Linked DNA regions of Mus musculus: all the other regions are linked to region 3. The links are chromatin contacts, called in public HiChIP or PLAC-seq and promoter capture Hi-C maps. All regions are on one chromosome and are shown on one strand. The core of a region is the stretch at or near the end of the contact, and the rest is flanking DNA. Distances in the headings are between cores, read along the strand shown.

Region 1 (5,010 bases), core at 2,422-4,921, 990 kb after region 3:
GGCTCTTCATTGCATTCTTGACTCTTCTGTGTGGTTTTCCAGCAGTGACTGGGTGCCTGGGAGTCAGGGAACCCCAGCCTTGGCCTCCCACATTTAGACTGCTTTTTCCCACCCCATGAGCAGTGTCTTGGCACTTCACCCTAGCGATGGGCCCACATAAATACATATATATGTAAATATATATATTCTATATATATATTAGATACTGCAGCTTTTTGTATTAGTCTCTAAAATTGGAATGTGTCTAATTTTTTTGCATCCATATGACATTATTAGCATATTGTTCTTGCTTGCACATTCACAAACTCAGTCTCAGATCTTCAGTTGTCACCTGTTAATATCACACAGGCATTAGCATCCAACCTTAGAGAATGGGGCTTAGTAGCTGGTAAGAAAATACAAGAAAAAATGATAAAACATTTTAAGCTATTGTCATAACAGACATAAAAGTACAAGTCCCAGGGTTGAGTATCTGAGCTTAGTGGGTAGAATGCTTCTGTAGCATATACAAACCCCTGGTTTCAGTTCCCAATACCACACAAGGGCTGGCATGGTTATACACTCCCATGTTCCCAGTACCTCACAGCAAGCCTGAAGGCTGCCTGGGGTACACAAGACCCCACTCAAAAAAAGTGTCACAACACTAAGGACACTTAAACTTAGCAAACTTTACAACCACATCACGGTATACACTAAGCAGGGAGCATGCAGTGTGGAGCCACAAGTAGTGAACTCCTAGATGCTGTTGGGTGCTGGACAGTCAGTGGTATGCATTTGGCAACTTGCTACCCTGGTGATGGAAGGCAGAAGCTCCGGAGTATAGACTGTAAATTCATAGCCTGCTCCGTCTATGAAGCAAGTTCCAGGTAGTATGGCTCTGTCTCGAAAGCAGAATTCCAAGGTGCAGTATATGTGTCCACCAATGCACACATGGAATCTCTGAGAAAGTCTTTCACTGAAACTGAAGCTCACTGATTGGCTAGGCCAGCCTGCTAATGGTCCCTGAAATCCACCTGTCTCTCCCTCACCTGCCACCCCAGCTCTGGGAATAGACATGAACATGTGTAGGGCAGGAGGAATGGCTAGAGATTGAAACTCAGGTTCTCATGCTTAAACATCAAGTGCTTTACCCACTGAGCTATCCTCCCTCCCCAGCCCATCCCCCAAAGCTCTTAGTGGCACAGAGGGTAGTGTGGAGGGGAACACATTGGTGTCTTCATCAACTCATATGCCAACAATTTGGGGAAATTATCCCAGAATGAAAAGAAGCTTAAGCTATATCTCAATTTTAATTTTTTAATGTACAAGAGTATATGTGTGTGTGTGTGTGTGTACTCTTCTACATATGTTATTTCTATAAAGTCTTAAGATTGTTCTTTGAGGGGCTGGTGAGATGGCTCAGTGGGTAAGAGCACCCGACTGCTCTTCCGAAGGTCCAGAGTTCAAATCCCAGCAACCACATGGTGGCTCACAACCATCCGTAACGAGATCTGACTCCCTCTTCTGGATTGTCTGAAGACAGCTACAATGTACTTACATATAATAAATAAATAAATCTTTAAAAAAAAAAAGATTGTTCTTTGAATGCAAACAGAGTACTGTTAAGAAAACAAGCCAATCTTTAAGTAACGGTGGTTTTCCCTTGAGGCACATACAGTCTTGGTGTTTCTTCTATAAATAAAACGGCCATGTGGAAATGGTTGCTGGATGTGAGTGGAAAGGATATATCTGAGTGACTTCTTTTTGCCTGCTTTGGACACTTTGGTAACTCGTATGTTAAGCATTTATATACATTTATATAAAGCATCCTTTGCAGAATCAGGAACAGCTCTAGTTCCGCATCAGCCAGAGGCAGTTGGAACAGGCCTGCTAATCCTAAATCAGCATCAAAGGGGCCTTAAAAGGAAATTGGGCCAAGTTGTAAAACAGAAAGGCAAAATGGGAACTGCCATTCCAGGAAGGGCTGCAAGAGTGGAAGTTTAAAGGAATCACTAGGGAAGGAAATTCGGAGTAAAAATACAGCTTCCTGTTTCAGGGGTACTGCACCTTTTTTTTTTTTAAGGTAAAAACATTTGAAAGATTTATTTATTTAATGTATATGAGTACCCTGTAGCAGACACTCCAGAAGAGGGCATTGGATTCCATTACAGATGTTTGTGAGCCACCATGTGATTGCTGGGATTTGAACTCAGGACCTCTGGAAGAGCAGTCAGTGCTCTTAGCCACTGAGCCATCTCTCCAGCCCAATAAAAACACTTTATAATCACGACTTTTTAACATACAAATATATAGAGCACAAGGAAACATTTACCAATCCAATGTTAATATCCTGGCTTTTTTGTTGCTTTTGTTTTATAAGTGAAAGCATGAGAGGCTGGCTTTCTGGCTCACGCCTGTAATCCCAGTACCCAGGGCTCAAGCGGGAGGAGCAGGAGGGTGGGGTCAGTCTGGGCTATGTTCTGCCTACAGAGAGGAAGTTCAGTATAAGAAGAGAACCAAAAAGTGGAACTGAAGCACTCACCATGACCCCTCCCTCAAGTGCTGCTAATCTCAGATGTGTGTGTGTGTGTGTGTGTGTGTGTGTGTGTGTGTGTGTGTGCGCGCGCGCACGCTCCTGTGTGTGTCTTCAGCACAGTATTATTTAGTATCTTAAAATTTGGCATAGAGTATCAGTTTGTGCTTTTGCTGACTGTAACTCAGCATTAGCATGTTTGTGTGTGTGTTGTGTGGCGGTGCACGTGTGTGTGTGTGCACATGGAGGCTAGAGGCTGACATGGGGGTCTTTGTTACTTTCCACTGCAGGCAGGGATTTTTTCCTGAGGCAGCGTTGCTCTCTCACTGAACATGCTGCTCACTTGACTTGGGTGAGCTGAATGTGCAGTTTAGCTCCATCCCAGCAAGAGGCCACTGGGGTGGACTAGCCCTGGGGTCCTTCGGCCTGCTCACTAGCTCCATCCTCATGGCTTGTTCGGCTTGCTTTCTTATAGAACCCAGGATCATCAGGCCAGGGATGGCGCCACCCACAAAGGGATGGGCCCACTCCCATCGATCGCTTATTGAGAAAATGTCTTACAGCTGGATCTCATGGAAGCATTGTCCTCAACCGAGGCGCCTCTCTGACGGCTCTAGCTTGTGTTGACACAGAACCATCCAGTACACCGGCGCTGGTTGAAACAGAGTCTGAACTTTAGGTGTTTAAGTACAGCGCAATTTTAGGGAAAAGACGTTTCCTGGTAACAATTATCTCAATCTCATGTGCACAGTAAAGCTTACGGCATCTTAAGGACCTTGGGCAGGATCGGGTGTGGTCTTGGGCATACATATTTCATAGAGTCATCAAACTACAAAGTGCATGTGACATCTTCCGTAAGGATAGGTTCTATTGACTGAGAAACAATGCTTACGAGTCTGGGAAGTCTAGGATAGAAGTATAGTCTAGGGGGTTCGGGTGAGGTCTGGCCCTACGTATAGCACAAATCACCAGGTTATTAAGTACAACCACTCCCGGCCTTTTACACAGAGATGTGATACTGCCTCTAGCTGTGAGTGAGAAGCAGGCTTAATCCCGCTGGGGCAGGAGGCGGTGTCAGTGCTTGGGTTCCTGACCGGGTGGAGCGCAGGCCCCGCCTTCAGTGCCAGCACCGCCCCAGGCCTCCCACTCCGCCTCCCCAGGACAGCAAAGATTCATTGGTCCGGTGGTGGCCTCAGAAGCCGGAGCTATGGGGACCCTAGCCACCAGGGCCGCGTGCCATGGGGCACACCTGGCCCTGGCTCTGTTGCTGCTACTGTCGCTGTCCGGTCCCTGGCTGTCGGCTGTCGTCCCCGGGACTCCGCCTCTCTTCAACGTCAGTCTGGACGCGGCCCCGGAGCAGCGCTGGCTGCCGATGCTGCGGCACTACGACCCAGACTTCTTGCGCACCGCGGTGGCGCAGGTCATTGGGTGAGCGCGGGACTGGTCTGGTGAACTTGTAGTCAGGCTCTGCTCTTCCCTCGTTGCTGCACCTCTACCCTCTCACCGCTGCACCGCTGCCCTCCCCACTGCTCTGCGCAGCGCCCAGCGGGTGGCTGACCCAGCAAGGCCAGTTCGGCTCTCAAATTCGGAGCCTCCTGCGGCGCGCGCGTTTACCACACATTTTCCGGGTCAGGGTAACGCGCAAGGTGTCACCCAGTATGCTAAGCTGCAGCGTAGGGCATGCAGCCCAGGAAACTCCGCATCGTGGACCAGCCTGGCTGGCCTTACATGGAGGTTGGCACTGGAGGTAGTGGTGATTGCACTACCATTGGGTGTATCTCAGCCCTTATACTTTTCATTTCGAAAGTCTCGCTGGGAGTTTGACTATACATATATGAGTATATGGACAACATAAATTGGATTTGGTGGTTTGTTTTTGTTGTTGTTTTGTTTGTTTGTTTGTTTGAGGGGTAAGGCAAAGGTGGGAGGGTGGACTCGAGAGGAACGTGTGATCGGGTTGCATTGTATGAAATTCCCAAATAATGAATATAAATGTTATGATGTGAGAAAAAAAGAAAGAGATTCTCGCTGTGAAACATAAACTGCCCTTACAATCCTCCTGCCTCAGCCTCCTGAGTAGCTGGGATTACAGCCCTGCACTATCATGCCCACTTTATTCCCGCTGGTTTGAACGCTGGGAATGGAGCAGCTCTGAAAGTAATCTAGATTCCCAACATTCCTCCCGCCTCGTCCACGCATACGTGCACTGTCCATGCTCTGAGACGAGAAACAAACTTCGTACTTTTTCATTTCTAGCGACAGGGTTCCCCAGTGGGTACTCGGGATGGTCGGAGAAATTGTGTCGAAGGTGGAGAGCTTCCTGCCTCAGCCCTTCACCGACGAGATCCGCAGCATCTGTGACTCGCTCAACCTCAGCCTGGCTGACGGTATCTTGGTCAACCTGGCCTACGAGGCTTCCGCGTAAGTGCCCCGTGCTAGGTGGATTAAAGTCAACTAATTGCCACCTACTGGGGACTCCTGTCACCCATAATGAATGG
Region 2 (4,464 bases), core at 715-3,214, 660 kb after region 3:
ATCTTCCCAACAGGAACAAACTCTCTGGCATTGACCCAGTCTGCTCCAACATTCTGCAGCCGCTGTGCTTCCGGCAGGTTACCAAGATCTTTGCTCTCAGAAATCAAATGTCCGTTGCTTTCTCGAAGATGCTCTAAGAAAGGAAAGGGCAGTAACATTAGGTGGTTCACAAAGGAAGACGCAGAAAACTTTTGCTCTTGTCTTTATTTCTATGTACAGTTCAAGGCTCTGTTTTAAAAAAAGCAAGTACCTATTTGAACATTCCCAACACTGCTCTAAGAGCACACATGTAGAGCCAACGATCAAAAGCACACTTGGGGAGTCTCAGCACACACCATGAGAGAGAATGAAGTGGCAAGTTGCAAAGTCTCCCACAGTCCAGACCATGTTGGCAGGTATCCAAAGTTAAGTCACTTGGCTCCTGTCATTTAAAGAAAAGAAGAAAAAAAAATGCTGTCCAAGGGTTGGGGCAGGAGCTTAGCACAAGGCCCAGCCTCACATGCTGGTGGCTTCTATAGAACAAAGGATTACATGGCTACCCTGCACCTGAGAGTACACCTGAACTCCCTGGCAGTGAATACAAGACGGGCCAGCTCCAGCTAACTGGAAAGCATAGCAGTCAGTGTGAAGAAAACCGAGAACAAGACTGAGTGGAGCTGGGGGGGGGGGGTGTGGTGGGGGTGGGGAGGGCTTGAGGGAAAAGTAATGTCTTCAACAAGCACAAGATTTTCCCATCCCACCCACCCTCCTTAATAAGTACATACAGTTATAAAAACTATTCTTAAAAGTATACTATCCAAGTTCTCTAAAACCCTGGCTTCATTCCTGGCGACCTCTCCTAGAAGCCTGACCGCCCTAAAACCATAAATCAGCAGGGGTTAGGAGAACTCTGCGCTACATGTTTGCCTCTTTTTAATGATGACCTTCAAAGTGAGATGTCAGCAAATATTACTCTGGAGTCCTAATTTTCTGAAGAACCTTTTATCAAAACCCAGCCGTGGGAAAGATTTTCACGTAGTAGCTACAAATGACCACCACTAAAAATAAGTTCTGCCAGGCAGCTGGGCAAAGGGCACAGGAGGTAAGGGTTTGTGCCAGTGCACACTGATTGCCTGATGCAGGGTCTCTAAAATGTAGATTTAAACTTAGGTGACAATTCTCATCAGAGTTCGATTCCCTAGTAGGCCACCACTTGTTCACACGCCAGCACAAAGCCTCAGCTACAGTGGCCTTCATGACCTAAGTCTAAGCTGAATTTTACTTTCCTGAAAAAGCTGCCCAGATAGTAGGAAGTGAGTGTTCATAAGCCCCAGATCTAAGGAGGGGTGTGGTATGTCAGCGACTGGGACTCAGAAGATGTCCCTCTCAGCTTCAGCAGGAACTGAAGAGTTGTGAGATGCCCCCCCCCCCCCAAGCCATCCTCGTACACTGCTCCAAGTGCGGCCAGGCGGAGGAGCCTGTGCCCGCTGAGGCGGCAGAAGCTGGGCGCGGCCTCTGGAGGACCCGCGTGGCCTCTCCAGGACAGGACAACCCCAGAACGCGATGAGGGCTGAAGAAGGTTCAGTCCGAGGTCGGGGAAGGTGGTCCACCAGAACCCACCCGCATGGCTCCAAGTGCCTTTCGTTTCCCCTTCCCCGGAGAACTTCAAAACAACTAGCTCGAGGGGAGGAAGAATACCTGCTTTGGAGACCAGCTCCCGATCGGAAGGTTCAGGGCTCAGGCCGCCACTGCCACCACCACCCGGACCGTCTCCCGGGGCCGCAGCCTCCCCAGGAGGTGCGCCCTTCTGCGGCGGCTCCGCAACCCCGTCTTTCCCCGGGGCCCCAGAGTCTCCCCGCAGCAGCCACAGGATGAGCGCTCCAGCTAGACCCCCGCCGACCAGCAGGGCTGACCAGACGGCGCCCATGGCTGAGAGAGGCTGAGGGAGACTACGAGCCCCAGTGCAGGGCTCCGCTCACCCGAACGGCCACACCCACCCCGCCCGCCCCATCCTTTTAAGGTTCTTGGCCGCCAGCCCAGCCTTCCACGGCCGCCGCGAATTTTCCTGGCCCCGCCTCCCGCCCCGCTCGCCCCGCCCCGCAACCCGGCTCTCGCCCACTCCCATCACCGCTGCCGGCCCTTCCACACCTGGTCCCGCTCCACTTTATCCCACGCCAGAAGAGCCCGGTTACGCACAGCTCCGAGCCAGGAGATGGGCGCCCGGAGCTCTGAGGCCGGAGAAGGCTCTCACTGGACGGTTAGCACAATTAGGGGTGGAGAGAGTAAGGATCGTGGGGAGGGCGCAGGGGCTTAGGGGAAGCTCCAATCCATCCCCAGCTTTCTCAAATCTCTACATAAAGGCCCACCACCTCCGCCAATCTTGTTCGCCTTTACCTCTGGGACCTCCTACACTCTTTTTTTTAAAAAAAGGTTCTAGACTAGCCTAGAAGTCTTTCCGTACCCCAGGCTGCCTCAAACTCGAAATTCTCTCCCGTTTCCAGTGGGGAGTTACAGGCTCTGGCGCTCTCTCTCTCTCTCTCTCTCTCTCTTCCTCTCTCTCTCTCTCTCTTCCTCTCTCTCTCTCTCTCTCTCTTCCTCTCTCTCTCTCTCTCTCTCTTCCTCTCTCTCTCTCTCTTCCTCTCTCTCTCTCTCTCTCTCTCTCTCTCTCTCTCTCTCTCTCTCTCTCTCGCCACGCGTGTTGCTGCACACCCACCCACCCAGCTGAACTGGATGTTGCCCAGACACGGAGCCCCTACAAGTAAATATTAATAAAGCAGCAACCCTTTATCAAAGCATCATATAGTCAAAGTGTTTTGTGTATGAACTTAAATTGGTCCTCACACAACAGAAATCCTGTGAAGGAAGGACCACACTGCTGTGCTGATGTGCACACTACTCAGGGTAAAGAGCCGGGTGTTTTACCTGGAGTCTTTCCTTTAAACACATACATCCTGTTGCTGAGGCCACAGCTGGAAAGTATATGCCTTGCAATTATTGCTAACATGGCTCCCTCTGGGAGGATCAATCACTCAACAGTGCACCTCGCTGGATCACTGAGATCACAAGAGATCACACATCTCCTGAGAGAGACTTCCTGGTGGGTTGCTCCTCTCTTGGCATAGGCTGCAACTGGTAGAGAGGTGGAGAACAGAGCAATACTGACTCCTGTTTTATTATTAAATTATTTAACTTTCAAATAGACTGTTGCTATACCTGTAGATCAGAGCATCACTCAGCCCTCCTCAGAGAAGCTGCTTCCTGCAGTAGAGGGGAACTAGCACAGAGACCCACAACTGGACCGTGTGGAGAGAGAGACTTTGGAGCTTTCAGTCCTAAATGGGATGACTTTTTTAAATTATCCCCTAAAGGCTCAGGGATCTAAGTGGAAGAGGAGGTGGATGGTGGAAGAAGGAAGCCAGGGGTAGTGGATAACTCCACCGAGACAGTGTCTGGCAGATACAACGGGACTCGAAACACTTACGCACTCACAGAGATTGTAACGACTTGAAAAACACCTGCAGAAGCCCAAACCAGAGAGAATCCCAGCACTGAAGGCAGTGGGGGGAGTGAGCACCAAGTCCCACCCCTGACCAAGAAGCCACTTGCAATTGCTGCCTGCTGGAAGGGGAAAATCCATTTTCTCCAATGGAGTCTCACTGGGTATATCAGCCACATTCTAGGAGTAGATGGTTGACACACACAAGCTCCAGGTTTCATTTGGGGATTTGTGTGTGTGTGTATACTTTTTGTTTTGTTTGATTTGGGGGTTTTTTTTTTTTGGTCTTATTAATTTTCTTTTTTTAAGTTTGTGTTTCTATATTCATTTTGGTTTTTGTTTGTTTGTTTGTTTGTTTGTTTTGTTGTTGTTTTTTTGTTTTGTTTTGTTTTTGAGAAGGGGGAGACATGAAGTTGGGTGGGTAAGAAGACAGGGAGGTTCTGGGATGAGCTGAAAGGGAGGAAAGAATATGATCAAAGTATACTTAAGATTAATTTAAAATTTTAAAGAATTTAAGATCCAAGCAAAGAAGTTACATAGATAGTCAGAAAAATGTAGATGACAGAGAGGTAGAAGAGGAGAGACACACAGATAATATAGAGAAGCATAATAAGAAGAGAAAGGATGGGTTGGAGAGATGGCTCAGCAGTTAAGAGCACCGACTGCTCTTCCAGAGGTCCCAACTTCAATTCCCAGCAACCACACGGTGGCTCACAACCATCTGTAATGGTGTCTGTCTTCTGGTGTGTCTGAAGAGTGTAATGGTGGTATACTCATATGTATAAAATAAATGAATAAATAAATCTTTTTTTTAATTTATATTTTTGTTTTTCAAGACAGGGTTTCTCTGTAGCCCTGGCTGTCCTGGAACTCACTTTGTAGACCAGGCTGGCCTCGAACTCAGAAATCTGCCTGCCTCTGCCTCCCAAGTACTGGAATTAAAGGCGTGCACCACCATGCCCAGCATAAATAAATCTTTAAAAAAAAAA
Region 3 (4,906 bases), core at 351-2,850:
CACATGACCTCCTAAAGCTATCACACTACGTTCAGATAAATCACTACTTTTAAAATTTATCCAATACAGAACTTTAGCCAACTCAATATAACGTGAAGTGTTGCCCCACCCAAGGTAGTTACAGCAGAATGTGGGTTCCTTGATGAGGTTTTTCTGACACAATCTAAGATCCTATTAGAAATATTCTCTAGGAATTTCCCACCACCAGAAGAAACGCCTCTACAGTACACTTGGTATAACTTCCACATTCACTAAAAACAAAAGCAGAACCCTTTCACGTTTCACGTTTTTTCTTAGTACGGTGAGGCCAATTTTGGATTTAACTTTTTAGCCTTTGGTACTGATTTGGTACGAGGAAAACCAAAAAGTTACCTTCCCACCTTCCCCCAAGTCCTATCAATTCTCAAATTTACCTCCGGGGTAGCCTCCATCAAGATCAGCCCTTTTTCCCGAGGTTGGTATCTCTGTTCTTGTTCCAGGTAGAAGTTCAACAATCCGAAAAGCTGAACCCCTTCGCCACCTGCCAAGTGCTTGGCCCCCAAATCCTTCATCTGCAGCAAATACACCGCGGCCGGTTAAGAATATAATCCGGATACGTAGGGTGTGAGAGCAGAAGGAGCTGGCCGCGATCCCTCCAGCTAGGGGCGCCCCAGATCACGCAAGCCAGAACCGGGTGAGGGGGGGATCGGTCACGTCCGCCAGCCTCAGGGGAATCCTCCCCTAAAGACATGGAGGCGTGGCATGGGGGGGCAGTATCTCGGTCACCTCCGCTGGCCAGGGCTAGTTCTGATCAGCTCTGTGGCCGACAGCGTTTGACGTACAGGAAAAGTGTCCAAGAAGCGTAATGTCCCCTACTGTCCGCATCACCTGGACAGCACAGCAGGGACTTCTAACTAGACTCTAGGCCCTAGAGGAAAGCGGGGGACCGGAAGACTGAAGCCACCGAAGCGGGTTCTGGGGCGGGGCGTTGCACAATAGGAGAGAAGGGAGGGGGAGTCTCGAGACTGAACAAAGAACTGGAAGGAGGCGGCTTCGGAGCCCCGCCCCGGGAGCCCGTCGCGGAGCCCACCTCCAAGCTACCCCCGCAGCTTCTGCAGCTTTGACGAGCCCCGCAACTCGAGACAGGGCGGCCCAGTAGCTTGGGGGATGCTGGGGAGACAGTGGGGAGTCCAGTACGCCCGCAGCGAGCAGTAGCCTAATACTTGGGCTCAGTAACGGTGCGAAGCCCCGGGGCTGTCAACCCACCGTATAGCCTCAGAACACCCTGGAGCCCCTGTCAGTCCCTCAGCTGCGGCTGGGGGACTCCACCATCAAAGCAAACCGCGATCCAGACCCGGAGCCACCAAACCCAGAGCCACCCGGGAGGCCCACTCACCGTGTCGGCCCCGGCGTCACGGACCGGCGCGGCGGGGGCGTCCGGACCCGTCTCCGAGCTCAGGGACCAGCCTCCTCAGCGGCACCCCGAGACCCGCATCCGACCTCCCCGCCGCCGCCCGGCCTCACAGCCCCGGCTGCATCTTGCTCCTCAGCGGGGCTCAGCGCCCGCCCTGCACCGCCACCTCCTCCCGGCTCCGCCGCAGCCTCCGGAGCTGAGCAAACCCCTTGTTTTTGTTTTGAGTCTGCGACGCCCCCAAGGGGCGGGGCGCGTGACTGCGCGCGGAGGGATCCTCGCTCGCTCGCCCAGTGGATCTGAGAAAAAGAGTCCCTGCTCCGAGCCTCAGTTCCCAGCCTCTCTTGGCCCCTTCTGTTCCTCTTGGCCTTGCGGAGCCAGGATCTATGGTAGGGAGTGGAATCTGGATTCCAGCCTCATTTCAGAATGGAACCGGAAGGGAGCAAAGATGAGCGAGCCGATCGGAGAGCGGAAGGAGACAGTTTCTGGACGCCTCACACCTTTTAAAGGTCCCCCGATTTGTTTTGTTTTCGCTGTTTTGAAAAGTCCGCCCAAAGTAGCGGGCTCCCTGATTGGACAAGGGTGGGGCAAGCCGACTGCTGAGGACTTGATTTAATCTCGAATCTGGATTGGCTGGCCGACTGGCTGTTGCGTCCTCTGATTGGCTCTCAATATATCCCGACTCTCTTATCTTCTTCCGGGGCCTTAGCAACTCTGGGGTCTGGATTGCGCATGCTTGGGTGGGTGGCATTTGTGGTGCTCGGTTACGTGCCGGGGTCCACAGCTGCCTAGGAACTCTAGCTCAGTCTAGGCGAGGCCCGAGGCTGTCGCCTCTGGTCACACCCCGAAAATCCGAGGTCACATAACTCTGTAACAGCGTTTCCAGGAGTGCAGAAGGGCGTCCTGAACTTCTTAGTTGTACCACCGGTGTATTTTGCAATAAACAGTCAAGCTCTTAACATTCCAAGATGCTTACCGAGATAATTTTTTTTTAATCGATCTGACTCAGGAAAGAAAAAAAGCTAAATTCAACTAGTTGGTTACACAGCTGACTTGTTGAAGTTGGGCGGTGGGTAGTAGAGACTGCATTACAGAATTGTGAGTGCATTTGTGTGCCTTGAAATTTTTTTTCCATAATAAAAAGTTCAAAGGAGGGACCTTTCAATAAAAACTGCAGATTGATGAGGGTATATAGATATCTAATAAGTGTGCTTCTAGAGGTTATGGTTGTACTGTTTGCTTTTGGTTTTAATGAAGGCTCCCACAGCCTCTTGGTTCTTGATCGCCCATAAATTATCATTTATTGTCTATTATAATTAACGTTGTTATTAAGCTGACACCTCTCCTAAGGCAGAGCAAAAACCAAACCAACTAGATGCCTTAGGCAGGGCTAACTTTCACACGGAGTGGAGTATCTGTCGGGAGGCAGGAAAATTCCCTAGATTGTTTTGGTTTTGTTTGTTTGTTTTACTTTCTATTCCCTCAGATCTCTGCCTCCTAACAAACATGCAAATCGGTAACTTAGAGCCTTCATGAATTCTAAACAGCTAGCCTCTCCGAAATGAATTTTTTACTCTTGGGTGTGTTTTCTGTGAGTCACTTTGGAGCTTATAAACTACTAGAGGGCACCTAGTACCGCTTTAACAGCTGAAGAGTTACTCAAATAGATGGCTTTGTGTATTAGCTGGAAAGAGACTCAGACATCTGTTTGGAGCACAGAGCAGCAGAGGAAGAGAACACCAAAGGGCTAGCTAGCATTCCAGTTTCAGAGGGGTGTGGCCTTCTTGGTTTTAGAACATAAAATATTAGCATACCACTTAAATGATTTACAGGTTATATAATTTTATTCGAGGTGTGGTTGATCTTTTAAGCATTATTTAAATTATTACGTTAGTGACGTACATCTGGATGAAAGTCCATGCTTGTAAACTCGCACAGCAATTGGCGACTCGATGAGAGAATGGAGCTATGATTAAAGTTCAGACATATCTTGCAACAGGGGAAAAGCCCAGCTAACAGGGTCAGTGGTGAGAAAGAAACAACTGATGAGAGAAGTTTAGGAGCCGAACAAGAAGACTGGGGAGAGCTTTGTGTTCCAATGGCCAAAGGTAGAAAAGGAGCCAGGGCTATAAAATAAGTGATGTGAAAGAGGAAGTGTAAAAGAATGTGGCAGGAGATTTTATAAATAACATACTGTATGAGACAGAAAGGAAGAGAGCCAGCCAAGTGTGACGGCTGCAAACCCTGCACTTGGAAGGCTAAGGCAGGGGCATTGCGGTGAGTACAAGGATAGCCTAGGCTACAGAGTGAGACCTTGTCAGAAGGGGGAGAAGAGAAAGAAAAAAGAAAGCTTGAAGAAACCATCCTTTTCTTAGCCCTCTAGAGGGTATGAAGTTATACAAAACATACGCTGATTTTTACACGATGTGAATAGTCCTGCAAAGTGGGATGCTTTATACTGGTGAATTCGCTGACTTTCCACTTCCATCCATTTAACACTTTAATATGGAAAGACAGCAGCCCTTTAAAATACTAGCCCCAAATTACATCCTCTCCCCACTGCAAACTTTTAATGATTTTCCAGGAAGTGAGATTGCTCCGATTTTCTCTCTTTGCTCTCCCTCTCTTCTCTCTTCTTCTCTCTTCTCTTCTTCTCTCTTCTTCTCTCTTCTCTCTTTTCTCTCTCCCTCCCCCTCCCCCTCCCTCTCCCTGAAGTCTTTCTGCAGACTGGCCTTGTCCTTATCTCCTCAGCTAGCTGCACCAGACCTGTAGGTGCTGTTTATTAAAACAAGACATTCTTCCTGTGCTGAATCCATTAAGCTCATCTTGGGCTTTTCTGAGCAATTCTTGAAGACCACGTTCCTAGACAATCACCCATATAAAATAAGGGAATCAAAACTCTTTCAGCACTCAAAAAAGATAGAGGGAATTCCCTTTATTATGTGATACTGGGTGGGTCTTCTTCAGCACAGTGATAGGGGCGTGGCAGTGAGCAAGAGGAACTTGGTTAGGAAAACTGACCCAGTGAAGGATGTACTAATAAACTTGCTCAGGACATACTAAGTTAGAGAAAGTAGAATTCGTCTAAAGGAGTGCTGCCTCCAATATGATGGGGAAATAGTAGTGTAGTAACCAGGCTTGTTAGAAACTGAAAGAAAGATTTGTTCCATAACTGAAGCTAAGGGTTGCTGTGAACGTCTTTGCTAACATTCCTTCACCAAGATTGCCCTCCAGTGAGGCTCCATTTTCACAAGTAAAGAAGACAACCCTGACTTTCAATTGACTACTAGGACATCCCCATATCAAAGACCATGCCTCTAAAGGGCAGCTCAAGGGGGCAGAACAGAGTCACAACCACCATAAGTCTCCTGTCCTCTTATCAGAAAAAGCATAGTCCTGACAAATGGGCAAGATGAACCTGGGCAACAGCTGTTTGGAAAAAAAAAAAAAAAAAAAAAAAAACACTGGTGTACTTAAATAATTCTGGCAATATCTTTGCAGTGCAAATCTCCTGTC
Region 4 (4,512 bases), core at 1,486-3,985, 920 kb after region 3:
CTCTCCAAAATCATGCTTACTGAGGATAATTGGGGACAATGGGTGTTCTGAGCCTGCAAAACTCAACTCCAGGTCCTACCCAGTGGTCACTACCTCATGTCACTCTTCCATGTTTCTAGACTGGCTGGTTGGTGTCCTCTGTATTTGTGTTTGTGTCTGTGAGTGTGTGTGTGTGTGTGTGTGTGTGTGTGTGTGTGTGTATGTGTGTATCTTGTGTGTGTCTGTGCGTGTGTTTGTGTCTCTGTGTGTGGTGTGTGTCTGTGCGTGTGTTTGTGTCTCTGTGTATGGTGTGTGTCTGTGGGGGGGGGGGAAGGCACTTCTGTCTTGCATATGCTTCCCCTCCTGGTCATTTGTTTAAGCACACCTCACTCTTCTGTTTCGTTTGTCTTTGAGATGGGCTCTCTACATAGCCCTGGCTGTCCTGGAACTCACTATGTAGACCAGTCCAGTCTTGAACTCAAAGAGATCTAGCTGTCTCCACCTCCCAAGTACTAGGACTAAAGGTGTGTGCTATCACGTGCAGTCCGTAAGCACACTTCACTCTTGAGTGTGTGTGTGTGTGTGTGTGTGAGAGAGAGAGAGAGAGAGAGAGAGAGAGAGAGAGAGAGAGAGGGAGAGGGGAGAGGGGAGAGGGGGAGAGAGAGAGAGAGAGAGAGAGAGAGAGAGAGGGAGAGAGAGAGAGGGCTTCTCTACGTAACCCTAGCTATCCTGAAACTCACTACATAGACCAAGCTGTCCGGGAATTCGGAGGTCTACCTGCCTCTGCCTCCCAAGTACTGGAATTACTCTTACGGCTTACTTTTCCTCAAGGGTCTTCAAAGCACTTCTGACCATAGGGAGCGGACTCTTAGGAAATTCCATATAGATTCTTTTATTTCAGTCATTTGACATTAACTTTATAGTCATAAATTTTGATATTTTTTTACAGATCTGAATATGTTTGAAGAAATGTTCATTTTTCTCCTAGCCACAAAAATTCCATGACATGTATACCATACTTGCCATAATCTGCTATAATTCAGTGCAAAATGGCCTGTTCTAGTCAAAGGGCTGCTTTCAAGTACGAGTGACTATTTACTGGATACAATGTATGTATACTACAGTAACTTTCATTTTAGCATGAAATTCTGTGTAAAACAAGTCCAATTTAAACCCCTTCTAGGTGTTTAGTTCCAGAAACACCAAAGAAACATCAAAGATAACTTCAGCCAAGCAGACACAGGCAAGTCTGGAGCCTGAACCAAGGATCTGCTCTTTGGAGCCACTGCATAACCAAGTGTTTGAGAGCGTGGGCTACAGAGATGGAGTTTCTGGATTCCTAGAGGGTTGAATGAGGGAAAACTCTTGACTAACAGATGCTTAACACTACGCAATAGTTACTAAACTCTTTTCTCCTCAGTAAGGGACTATATATCCACTTGCTAACTGTTTTTTCTTAACATCCTCAAATCTGTTTTTCCTTCACATCTTGACTGAGAACTTGTACAATAACAAAATAAAATAAAACTGTCACCATGTATCTTTCTTTATTGTTTAATGTAAAACTGCTCAGCACCTCTTTCCACTCTAAAATTCTGAGGTTCCTACAGCGCAGCGTCTATTCTGCAGAAGCAGGTTGGGAGAGACTGCTCATGGCGTCCTCTCACAGTAGCCTTCTCCCAGCAGAAGGTTGCAAAACGAAAGTCTCTTGGCTTGTCTCTGCCCCCATTCCCTTCTGTCTGTCCTTCCAGATTCCACGGCTGTCCCGTGATTTGCTCCCTTGAAAGCTTAGCTCTGTTCTAGTCCTTGGACTACATCAATGTGGATTTTGCTCTCTAGAAATTTCTATCTTTCCCAAGCAGCAACTCCCTTCCTGTTCTGGTGACAGCTCCTGTTTCCCAGTTCCCGTTGGTGGGTACAGGTTTCACTCTTGGCCTCTGTTGTCAAGTTTTGAACCGGTACACTCCAGGCTCCTGTCCCATTCCCAGGATGAGTCACCTCCATCCCCTTCATCACTGTCACCTCTATGCGAGATCTATGTAACCTCACCTACTCTTCCAGGTCCCAGGTATCTGCTGCCTTGGGTGCTGTGCAGAGTGACATCCACACTCACTTTCATCCTTGACCCTGTAACCACACACTCACAAAGAAGACAATCAAAGCATCCCTGAGAGAATCAGCACGGGGCAACAATTAGCTTTGCAATTCCTCTTGTAACTTGTAAACATTAGTGTGACACTTCCGGCTTCTGTTCTGAATGCCTGCTCTAACTGTTCACTAAGTTGTATAGACTTTGGATCTGGCTAAATTTGGCGTGTGATTTTTTTTTAAAGTTTATTCCAAGTATTTTATAATAAAGCATATGAAGTAAAAAGCAAAAATAAACAGTGTAAACACAACAAATGTAAAAACCATGGTTAGAACCTGACTTAGATATCAGTTCTGTGTTTTATTTATGAGAGAAGGAAGATGAGAATTAAAGCCATTTCCAGACTTATTCTGCAAGGCACTGCATCTGATTTCTCAAACAGCTCACGCTTTGGAAAGTGAAACTTACCTCACTCGTTAAAAATTAAAAGGAGCACAAGAGGGGAGAGGGAAATTCCAAGTTCATGGGTCACAATAAACACAAGCAATGCCCTCGGTTTACAGGGGACTTCCCTCGGGTTGCGGAGCCTTGCTGAGTCATCTCCAAAGTCAGCCAATCAGGACTCAGGGAGGGAAACTCTTTGCAGATAAATACTCCTCAGCAGCCGGCACTCGAGAAGCGCTTCATCCACCGCTGAGAGACATCCCGAGCCAACCTTCCGGAAGCCTCCCCATCAGCACCATGAACCCAAGTGCTGCCGTCATTTTCTGCCTCATCCTGCTGGGTCTGAGTGGGACTCAAGGTAAGGGACACCAAGGCCATTTAATTAACGAAGTCAGAAGTCAGACGATTAAGCTCAGTTCTAAACACAGCATGTATTTAAGCTTTAATGTGTGTACCTATAAAGAAGAGGGAAGCAGGAAGAAATCCCTTCAGCTTGCAGAGTTTATCATAGGCTGGTTGAAGTCAGAGAAAAATAGAATAAAAGCAAAGGAACGAAGAAGGGAAGAAAGGGAGAAAAGGAGGAGGGAGGAGGAAGAAGGAGGGAAGAGAGAGTCAGGAGAAAGGGCGAAAGAGTGGGATGGGGTAAGGCACGGATGCCTCCTTGCCTGAGCCTAACCAATACTGTGAGCAGTGCATAAATGCAGGATTTCGTAACTGACAAGTTGCAGATCTCTCTTTACCATGACCAAGATATTCAAACACTCAGCCCTATGATACGATGGGATGCGTCTCTCCACAGATCAGACAGGGTCTGCTAAACACTACCTCATCCATTTTAAGTGCCTAAAATGAAACCGTGTGCTGACCTTCCTGGCTCTCCCCCTCTCTTCCTGCAGGGATCCCTCTCGCAAGGACGGTCCGCTGCAACTGCATCCATATCGATGACGGGCCAGTGAGAATGAGGGCCATAGGGAAGCTTGAAATCATCCCTGCGAGCCTATCCTGCCCACGTGTTGAGATCATGTGAGTACAAGCCCACCTGCCGATAAACGTCCCTCCCGTAACCACACAGTAAATAAGTGAGGGAAACCAGGAAAGATAGGGACGGGTCTGTGACTCTAACTAAGGCACAGTGCCTGAACTCTGACATGGACCTGCAGGGCCATCAGCTCTGTTGGCCTGACGTTAATCTGAGTATCTCACTCTTATTTCTATAGTGCCACGATGAAAAAGAATGATGAGCAGAGATGTCTGAATCCGGAATCTAAGACCATCAAGAATTTAATGAAAGCGTTTAGCCAAAAAAGGTAGGTTTGATGTTGCTTTTTCAGGAAATGGTGGTCTGGGGAGCAGCGCCTGCCCTGGGCTTTGCTGTGGGGCATCTGCCCTAAACTCATGGCACCGGCATGTGCCTTTGTCTCTCCATTTACACAGACACTGAGGTGCCTTCTTAGGTCATACATTCCTAGTGTCTAGAAGTGGAGCAGTTATTATACCTGTCACGGGTAAAGCTGCCAAATGCCCACCCCCCCCCCACTTCCTCACTTAAAAAAAAAAAAAACAAAAAACACACAAACCCATTCTGTCCCCTCAACCCCCACCCACCCGTGACCCATGGAGATTGTGTAGCAGAGGAAAATGCACCAGGCCTTTTGCCCCAGGGTCTTTGGGTTCCCAAAGTGAAAGCAGAGTCTATTCCGCTCAATACAGTTTCCTCTTCCTACAGGTCTAAAAGGGCTCCTTAACTGGAGTGAAGCCACGCACACACCCCGGTGCTGCGATGGATGGACAGCAGAGAGCCTCTCTCCATCACTCCCCTTTACCCAGTGGATGGCTAGTCCTAATTGCCCTTGGTCTTCTGAAAGGTGACCAGCCGTGGTCACATCAGCTGCTACTCCTCCTGCAGGATGATGGTCAAGCCATGGTCCTGAGACAAAAGTAACTGCCGAAGCAAGAATTCTTTAAGGGCTGGTCTGAGTCCTCGCTCAAGTGGCTGGGAT
Region 5 (4,370 bases), core at 314-2,813, 960 kb after region 3:
GACGGCCTCTGGAAGGAAAAATCCCCTCATAGAACACTAACGCCCTCACGAGCACTCTTGATCTAACTGTCCTCAGGACTTATCCAGATATGATTATAAATTTCTTTTGATTTGGGCTCTAACATGGTGTCAGGTAACCTTGGATGAAGTTGATCTAGGAAACTGCTTAGGTTACACAGAATAATAACACCTTGATTCATCTATTAGTGTAAGACTAGTTACCATCTACCGGGCAGTGGTGGCGCATACCTTTAATCCCGGCAGTAGGGAGGCAGAGGCAGGCAGATTTCTGAGTTCAAAGTCAGCCTGGTCTACAGAGTGAGTTCCAGGACAGCCAGGGCTACATAGAGAAACCCTGTCTCGAAAAAAACAAAACAAAACAAAAACAAAACAAAACAAAAACCTAGTTACCATCCAACAGCTGTTTTCCCCTCTGTGGTTAGAATTAAGAGAGTTGCCTGGGTGCGGTGGTGGCACACACCTTTAAGACCCAACACTCCTGAGGCAGAGTCAGATGGATCTCTGAGTTCAAGGCCAGCCTGGTCTACAGAGTGAGTTCCAGGACCGCCAAGGCTACACAGAGAAACCTGTCTCAAAAAACAAAACCAAACAAACAAACCAACACCAACAAAAAAACAATCTAACCTCCACCCCTGCTCTTTGCCATTCTCTAAAACATATTCTCTAAGCATACTCCTCATGGATTTTTTTCTTCTACCTTTAGTACAGCCTAAAAGAAAATGATTCTCATTTCTGACAAGGTTTTTGTTTTAGTGATGTGTGTGCAACTCTGTGTGGGTATGTGTGCTGTGAGCACAGGCACCTGCTGAGGGCACACATTTCTCAGGAGCTGGAGTTAACTATAGATGGTTGAGAGCCACCGTGTGTTGCAAACTGAGCCTGAGTCCCTACAGCAGTACCAGATCTTAGCTGCTAAACCATCTCCAGCCCCTAATCCTCATTTTATAATACAGGATCTCATGTATCTCAGGTTTCTCTCAAATTCCTATGTAACTGAGGATGACCTTGGAGTCTCAACCCTCCCGCCGCCTCTTCTCTGAGTATGCGGGTTGCAGGCATGAGCCAACACACGCAGTTTATGGAGAGCTGGAGAAGAAACCTAGGGTCTCCTATGAGATAGGACACCTGAACCAGTCCCCAGGCCCCTGCTTAATTTCTGTCGTTTTTCTTGAGACAGAGTAAGCCTCGGGCTTGCCCCAAACAAATATAATGCTCCTGCCTCAGCTTCCTGAGTACAGGGATTACAGTTGTATGCTGTCATACCTGAGTCCCATATTAATCCTCATTTATTTGGGCCACCATAAGAATGCTGAGCTAGATGGGGAGAACTGGGAGGAATTGGCGGAGGAAAAAGAACATGATCAAATATATTGTATAAAAATTGTTTTCAGTGGAAAAGAATGTTGAGATAAGGAAACCTGCTCCAGAGTTTGGTGACAACCAGTAGCGGTTGTCCACCGGCAGGGACCGATAGCGTGCAGACGCCTACAAAGAGTTGCAGCAGGGTGGTGAAGTTTGATCCTCTGAGCGTTCCGTAGCTCGGTCGGGCAAGCGGCGTGTCCCACGTGCCGTTTCCGGTTACACTGGGACCCACGAGTCTAAGCTGCCGCGGGGCCCGGGCTGCGACTGACAGAGGCGGACGTTTTCCAAGCACTGCTCGCCAGGGAGCCCACCCACAGCCACCATGTCCGGCAGGAACAACAACAAGCTGCCCAGCAACCTGCCGCAGTTACAGAACCTGATCAAGCGGGACCCGCCGGCCTACGTGGAGGAGGTGGGACCGGGATCCGGCTCCCCGGGATGCTCCGGTGTGCTTCCGGGGGCCTGGGGAGGAAACGGACGGGGGATGGAGATACGGGGGACGGGACATGCAGACCCCACCAACACTGAAACACACCCTAAAACCTGCTGCCTCCGGGTTTATCCGCCCGCCTCGCCGACGTGGGCCGGTAACGTCCGTTGGCCGCCTCAGAGCAAAAACTCGAGTTAGCCCCTAGCATACGATGAGTCGTGTGTTAAACATGCTTTCCACAGACGGCCTCTCCCGAGTGCCCCAAGCTCTGCCAAGAAGAGCAAGGAGTTCTCAGATGGCAGGGCCACCCCACAGTCAAGAGTGTAGAAGATGTAGTTAAGCCACAGTTCAAACTCCCTGGGAGTCACCCTGAGCTAGATTTGAAAAAAATGCTTTGAGGGAAATGTGCGGTCTAAAACTCTGTTAGGTCCAGTTTGTGAGGGGCATGGCATACTCCAAGTGTGTGAATTCATAAGAACCACGAAATGAAGGCCGTGACTTTGTACTCTTAACCTGGTAGATAGATTAAGACGCGCCTTTGCCTTTATTATTTGTCTTCTTACACACCGCCCTTCCCAATCCTCCCTGTCTCCCCCCCCCCCTTACTGGTCCCCTTCTCTCCTCAGACAGCCCCCACTTCACTTCTGTATACACATCACATTTATTTCAGTTCCCTGCATCCCTTTAAGGTCTCTTCTTCCAGAGCTGGGGAGTTGACTCAATGGTTAAGAGCACTGGCTGTTCTTCCAGAGGACCTGGGTTCAAGGCCCAGCACTTACATGATAGCTCATAACCATCTGTTGCTCTAGTGTTAGGGGATGCGACACCCGACTTCTGGCCTCTGGATACTAGGCATATGTATACACGCACATACAAGTAGGCAAGCTCTCAATACACATTAAACATAAGCTCTTACTGGGTTCCCCTTTCTAACTTGTGTCACAAACTAAATTGAAATCTGACTTTTGCTTCTGAGAGGAAACAGGCTACCTCTCTGAGTCTGGTTTAATTTCTTAACATCTTTCCTCCTGTTGTCATGGTTTCAGCTCTTGATTGGAAAAAACTAAATGCATGTACCACATTTTCACTACACATTCTGTTGATGGACTTAAAGGCTGGCTCTGCTTCTTGCTGCCGTGGTTCGTGCACCAGTAAACACAAATGTGCAAGTGTGTCTATGGTGTTTGATCAGAGTCCTTTTATTATAAACCAGGCCGTAGAAGGCCAGTTTTAGTTTGTCCATAGTGGTTCTACCATGGACATCCGCACCATGAGCTGTGTGTGTGCGAGTGTGTGTGTGTGTGTGTGTGTGTGTGCTCCCACTCTATCCCCACCAGTGGTGTGTGTGTGCATGTGTGTGGAGCGTGAGAGAGAAGGGGAATATAGTTTCTGTTTTCCCACATTTGCTGTCTGTCTTTTGCCTGCTGACAGCCATTCCGATGAGGTGAGATAGAATCTCAGATTATTTTAATTTGCATGTTGCACACTTTTTCACATAGTTACCGGCCTTTGTATTTATGTTGAGAGTTGTCAATTCAATCCTTTATAGTCTGTTTATTGATTGGAAGGTGTGGTTTGGTTTATACGGTTCTTGACGTATTCCACCTGCGAGCCTCCAGTCTGAGAGATAGCAGTGAAGCCTTCCTGACATTCTGGAGTTGTCTTCACTGGCCTGGCCCTGCTTTCTTTTTCATCGCAGACACCCCCTTTTCTCCGTTCTTTTTTTGTACTGTCCAAATCCTGTCAGTGGGTGCTTGAGACCGTTAGTTTTACAGCTGACCCAAAGCTCTGGTTCTATTTCTGACCTGCTGTGAAACCAAGGAAGGTTCAATAACAACCTTTGTATTTTAGTATTCAAGAAAGGTAATAGCCGCCTCCTCCATCTGCTTTAGTGCAGACACACACACACACACACACACACACACACTGCAGTATATTTGTAGACATTGAGAATACAGGGACAAGTAAGCAGATAATGGAGCCATGCCGTCTTTTGGACTCTCGTTCTTAGGAGGACGGTACCTGTGTAAGATAAGGCTAGGTGAGGATGTTAGAATAGAGACTGCAGACTGTTGAGGGAAGGGAAGCCTTTCCTGCAGTGGTAGTATTGGGCCAGGCAGGTCAGAGCGTTCCAGGCAGGAGAACAGGACTCACAGAAGCTGTCGTGGAAATAAATGAAGCAGGAACATTGTCACTTAAGTGTAGCGTGGGAAATGCGGTGAGGTCAGAGCCTTTTCGATAGTGGTAAGCGGTTAGGTTTTACTTCCGGTGTTTCTAGGAGCCGCTGAGGAGTTTAGATTATCCGGGTACCATGTAAGACAGTTTTTAGGGGTTTTTTTTTTCTGACAAGTAGAAAGGGAAATGGAGCGGAGTCCAGAGTTTCTCCCAAGATGGTGGAAGTCATAGCCCCCCATGGCCTGCTGATTGGGCAGTGATTGAGGTGGGACTCAAAGCCAAGTCACGGTGAAGAGGAAGGACTCCCTCTGGAAAGTGACCAGTATCAGTAAGGAACAAAGAGGGTGCATACTAACCAACTCAGCCACGGGCAAGGAACTGA
Region 6 (4,330 bases), core at 1,384-3,883, 780 kb after region 3:
ACACACACACATGCACACATGCACACATACACATACACAGAAACATACAGATACAAACACACAGACGTACATGTACACATACATACACACATGCACAGACACATAGACACACATATTTAGACACACACACACACACACACACACACACACACACACACAAGGCCCAGGGCCTCTTCTGGGATTTACAGAGGGCTCCTTGACTAGCCTAACCTGCAGCTATATGACACAGAACAAACATACAAGAACTTTATAGAAACTGGGGGAGGTTTTGAGACTATGAAAGAGAACAGAACAGTGTATTCAGATGGCGTCGGTTCTAAGTAGTCAGGGCAGAGAGGTGCCATGGGTCAGGCTGACCACAGGGAGAACACCAGGGTGTGCCAGAGTCCGCTACCAACGGTGACGCAGGCAAGCTGTCAAGGACTGTTTCAGTGCTAGCCAGGAGTGTTTTCATTTGCTCTGTTTAAGGAGACGGGGTTTCTAAAGGCTTATTTTTATCCTAAACCTCAGAAAGACAAGTTTAGAGATGCCCGAGAAATCTGGCTTCCACCCTTTCTGGAAGGAGTTCTGCCTTCTTTCTTTCTGGAAAGTCCCCCCACTTTGTATTTTTTATACCTTGGGTTGCCAGAGCTGGCTGAAACCAAGTGGTATAAACCCAGCTGCTTACCCAGCTGTTCAGCTCTCCCTTGCAGGAGGTTCTGGGGGGGGGGGGTTGTAATTTTGTAGATGATCTTTTTAACATATAAGTGAGATCCCAAGTCCTTTCTTCTCTGTACAGAACTTCCCTCCCCCATGCTGGACCATAGCTGGCCTCCAGGTGAGGCCCTCTGCTCACTGGCTGATACGGCCACTCCTAGGCACCCCCACTTCTCCTGACACTGTTCTCTAGCCTTGACCACTCCTCCCAGGGAATGAAACTTAAGCCTAACCCTTGAGACTCCTGCAAACAAAACATCCCTATTAGCTTTTGCCCTTGGCAACAGTCCCTTCTCCATTTACAGTAATGCTTTCAAGTAGCCTCTCCAGACCCAAGCCAGATTTGTGTTGCCCACTCCCAACTCCTCCAACCCTCCAACTTCCAGGAATTGAGTTTAGAGCCTTCCACGTGCTAGGCAAGGTAAATGCTACACTGTTTCGAGAAGTCAACAGCCAACTCAGCTGGTTACATGCTGAAGAGCTGAATTTTCCGGTTTAGTTTGCTGATTTCATCCCTAATGACTTCCGTTATTAGGTGTTTCCTGTGCTGACCACTCCATTCTTTGTTTTGTTTTGTTTTTTTCGAGACAGGGTTTCTGTGTGTAGCCCTGGCTGTCCTGGAACTCACTTTGTAATGACCACTCCATTCTTAAGTGATACCTCTGTGCTGTCCAATGGAAAGTACAGGTTTCTTCCAGTACAGGTTTCCTCGGGGCGTTTGTGGAGAAGAAACAGTTATTGCCCTGCCTTTTTCTAGAAAGTTTTGGACCAGAAAAAGCGATCTCTGGAAGATGAAGTAATTATTATTTCCAGGTTCTCCACTCTCATAATTCCAACACTGGTTTAAAGTAGCTTAAGTTCCTGGTACAGTTTCTAGGCATTGGATGAATAGTTTCTGATAGACTGTCAAAAACCGTATACGAGAGATGTATAGGAAGAGACGTTCTTGTAATTCAAGTGTATACCTAGTCTGCTTTCTTCAGCTTACTGCCCCTCTGCCCTCAGCTAGTTTAGGCTTGAGGTCAGGAAATAAGATAAAGCCAGATCTTAGCCAGGCCTGTAATCCCAGGATTTGTGAAACTAAAGCCAGTCTGGGCTGACTCAAGGCTAACCTGTGTAACTCAGTGTTTCAAAATAACAATAATAATAATTAAAACTTTTATTCAGAGCTGGAGATGTAGCTCAGTGGTTGAGTGCTTACCTAGTTTCCCACAGGGCCCTAAATTCAATTCCCAATACCTAATGGGTGAGAAAAAGAGTCACAAAGCTTTTAAATACCTACTTCTAACATGGACAGAGAGTTCCTGCCTGGAGAGGATGAGCCTTGCCAAGCAGACGCTAGAGCAGGACCTCAGAAGCTGGAGGAGCCAAGGAGTCATGTGATTTGTTTCTGCATTTCTATTCCATCAGTCACATCTCAACCCACTGACTTAGCAAGTTATTAGATAGAAACGACGGCTGGACCTCCGTGCCTTAGAGGAGGTGACACAGATACGCCATTTATGCCTGAGCTAGCCAAGTCACTTGTTCACCTTACTTTGACAAGTAGTAAGTCTCTGCAGGTAGCTCTGTCCACTCTAAGCAGCCGCTTCTCTGACTAAAGCTGACCGCAACATCATTTCCTGGGCATAGACATAATTATTTAGAAGGCAGCTGGACACATGTCTGCTAGCTTAAAAGACACCGGGAGTTTTGGCACCAGGGCCTATGCCTTCCAGGCTAGGAGTTTTGGCAGGTTTACAATGCCAAATATGAATTCTGTCTTGTGGAGCAGGCTTCAAATCTAATCAGAAAGTGGTTGGTTATTCCCCTAACAAGCTTGCCACTATTGCGCCAGTAGGTGAAATTTTGCTTGGCCAGTCAGTGACACTCAGGGGTCACATCTGAGTAAGACTGTTGGGTAATTCTTCTTCACTCTGGGCTATTGGCTCTAGCTAGCAGTGAGGGAGCCTCTGGCCCTATTCCACGGTGATTTCTCCATCCTGTGACTGAAGCATATGTTCTCACTTAGTTCTGTTAGGCAACCAAGAGCAGTAGCAGTTGTCTGTATTGTTCTGGAAGCCTCAGAGGTCTCCCCGAACAACAACTCATAGGGAGGTAGCCCAATTCTGACACTGGATTTTCATTTAATAACCTATGGTTTCTGGGAGCATTTTATTCCTATGTTTTTGTTCTTATAAGGAAACTAGTCATATTGGTTCCCGAGTTCATTACCTCATCTAACCTCAGTCACCTCTCTAAAAAAAAAAAAAATCCAGTCTTCAAATATGCTCACATACTGAAGATTTGGAATTAGGACTTAAAAAATATGAATTTGAGATATGGGGATATTAGCCCATGACATAAGTAGGAAGTAGAGGAAGGATTGTGGGAAATAGAAATTGTCTACAGTAGTCATGAAACTCAGTTTGTGTTTGAGCCAGAGGCAGCCATCTCTATAGACATGTCAGGGGTTGACTATGGATGCATGTACAGCTCCTGATGGTGGAGTTACTGGGTGTCAAATGGAAGACCAAACCAAACAAAGCTGGTGTTAACTTGTCTGTCTGATTCTTAGGCTTAATGACAGTGAGACCTGTTAATGTCAGATACAACCATGTTCTCAAGAGATTGCAAGTGATTGCCCAAGAAAGAATTAAAATAAGCAAGCAAGGAGGGCAGACTTTGACAGGCACCTGGCATGTGCTTTTGCTGTGGAGGGTGGACTCCTGATGTGGGCCCCTGAGATGGGTAAAAGCAGGGCGAGAGCCTGGCCACCCTGCCCTCCCTTTGCGCCTGCATGTCTTCAGGTCAGATTCTTGCTGACTCTGCACAGGACAGACATGATCATCCCCGAGGAGTGTCTCTCTGCCCTTCCTAGCTCAACCCCTGCAAGGCTCACCTACTCGAAGATGAGAACCAGGTTGTGTGACAGAGTGGCTACGGCTCAGAGTTTGGTAGGAACCAGGTTGATTCTGCAATTAACTTACCAACAGATTGAAGTACTTGGCAGGGTCAGATCTGCAACAAAGATGGGCAGAGCCACTCCCGTTCTTCCTCTATTTAAACTTAAAGTTTACCGGGAATAACGGTGGATGCCTGTAATCACTCAGTGGTTGAGATAGAGGACTGCCTCAAAGGACCAGCCAGAACTACATAGGGAGCTTCAAACCAGCCTGGACTTCATTCAGAGTGCGTTAAAACCAACCTAAACCCCACATTTCTAAAGATCTGTCAAGACCCCAGTGATGAGCTCAGAGTCCTAAGACTCCTTTAGATGTTCCGCTTCCCAACACATTGACTATATCTTTCTCTGCTTTTCACAGTTGCCCTTCTCTTTAGTTCATGGATCGGGACATGTTGCCACCACAAGCTTCTTGTGGTTTCTGGAATCTGGGCTTCTGCTTCCAAACTCCAGTTACAGGATAGGAAATGTCTATCCCATGTTCTTTCTAGCCCATGTTCAGAAGCAGTGGCCTTACCATTTTGTAAACCTGTTTGTTTGTTTTCCTTCCTCAGAATATGGTATTACAAAATGGCACCAAGGTCTTTAATTCCTGGGAGAAGCCCCCTCTACCTGTGTACATCCAGTTTTATTTCTTCAATGTCACCAATCCTGAGGAGATCCTCCAAGGAGAAATCCCCCTACTAGAAG

What was found. Promoter capture Hi-C pulls out the DNA fragments that hold promoters and counts their contacts. HiChIP or PLAC-seq counts read pairs in DNA pulled down with a chosen protein or histone mark. Capture Hi-C pulls out chosen DNA fragments and counts their contacts.
Region 1: a promoter capture Hi-C map of liver shows a contact between it and region 3. The contact joins the promoter of Naaa here to the promoter of Ccng2 in region 3. A contact is called at or near these places in 2 of 39 promoter capture datasets (cranial neural crest and pre-B cells) and 2 of 9 other capture datasets (adipose tissue and liver).
Region 2: a contact with region 3 is called in an H3K27ac HiChIP or PLAC-seq map of microglia, with 7 times the contacts expected there. The contact joins the promoter of Stbd1 here to the promoter of Ccng2 in region 3. A contact is called at or near these places in 6 of 39 promoter capture datasets (cranial neural crest, frontonasal cranial neural crest, hippocampal neurons and 3 more), 1 of 484 Hi-C or Micro-C datasets (muscle stem cells), 3 of 115 datasets of contacts at active chromatin or transcription factors (the NIH/3T3 cell line, extraembryonic endoderm stem cells and microglia) and 1 of 9 other capture datasets (adipose tissue).
Region 4: an H3K27ac HiChIP or PLAC-seq map of microglia shows a contact between it and region 3, with 5 times the contacts expected there. The contact joins the promoter of Cxcl10 here to the promoter of Ccng2 in region 3. A contact is called at or near these places in 1 of 39 promoter capture datasets (the 3T3-L1 cell line) and 3 of 115 datasets of contacts at active chromatin or transcription factors (microglia, pancreatic cancer cells and thymic regulatory T cells).
Region 5: a contact with region 3 is called in a promoter capture Hi-C map of pre-B cells, with 3 times the contacts expected there. The contact joins the promoter of Sdad1 here to the promoter of Ccng2 in region 3. A contact is called at or near these places in 5 of 39 promoter capture datasets (the C10 cell line, hippocampal neurons, liver and 1 more), 1 of 115 datasets of contacts at active chromatin or transcription factors (astrocytes) and 1 of 9 other capture datasets (liver).
Region 6: a contact with region 3 is called in a promoter capture Hi-C map of the 3T3-L1 cell line, with 5 times the contacts expected there. The contact joins the enhancer-like site here to the promoter of Ccng2 in region 3. A contact is called at or near these places in 5 of 39 promoter capture datasets (the 3T3-L1 cell line, cranial neural crest, hippocampal neurons and 2 more), 1 of 484 Hi-C or Micro-C datasets (muscle stem cells) and 5 of 115 datasets of contacts at active chromatin or transcription factors (bone marrow-derived macrophages, embryonic limb bud, microglia and 2 more).

What each region holds. Positions count from the first base shown.
Region 1 is chr5:92,276,842-92,281,851 of GRCm38.p6, reverse strand. It overlaps Naaa (N-acylethanolamine acid amidase), which reads left to right and starts at 3,671. Exons shown (of 11, transcript NM_025972.4): 1 at 3,671-3,940; 2 at 4,769-4,933. The coding sequence starts at 3,720.
Region 2 is chr5:92,600,551-92,605,014 of GRCm38.p6, reverse strand. It overlaps Stbd1 (starch binding domain 1), which reads right to left and starts at 1,964. Exons shown (of 2, transcript NM_175096.3): 1 at 1,678-1,964; 2 at 1-133. The coding sequence starts at 1,906.
Region 3 is chr5:93,264,267-93,269,172 of GRCm38.p6, reverse strand. It overlaps Ccng2 (cyclin G2), which reads right to left and starts at 1,600. Exons shown (of 8, transcript NM_007635.4): 1 at 1,376-1,600; 2 at 414-551. The coding sequence starts at 551.
Region 4 is chr5:92,347,112-92,351,623 of GRCm38.p6, reverse strand. Cxcl10 (chemokine (C-X-C motif) ligand 10) reads left to right here and starts at 2,735. Exons shown (of 4, transcript NM_021274.2): 1 at 2,735-2,870; 2 at 3,409-3,535; 3 at 3,730-3,819; 4 at 4,239-4,512. The coding sequence starts at 2,810. The coding sequence ends at 4,257. It also overlaps a transcript of Art3 not described here.
Region 5 is chr5:92,307,217-92,311,586 of GRCm38.p6, reverse strand. Sdad1 (SDA1 domain containing 1) reads left to right here and starts at 1,563. Exons shown (of 22, transcript NM_172713.2): 1 at 1,563-1,795. The coding sequence starts at 1,706.
Region 6 is chr5:92,485,219-92,489,548 of GRCm38.p6, reverse strand. It overlaps Scarb2 (scavenger receptor class B, member 2), which reads left to right. Exons shown (of 12, transcript NM_007644.4): 2 at 4,195-4,330. Among named protein-coding and RNA genes, the nearest start is that of Scarb2, 18 kb to the left of the region's middle. Within about 2 kb of position 2,633, at least 90 of the 459 cell types and tissues checked have an H3K27ac peak or open chromatin away from gene starts, as enhancers often do. A contact at or near this core is called in microglia, muscle stem cells and thymic regulatory T cells, where this site is marked.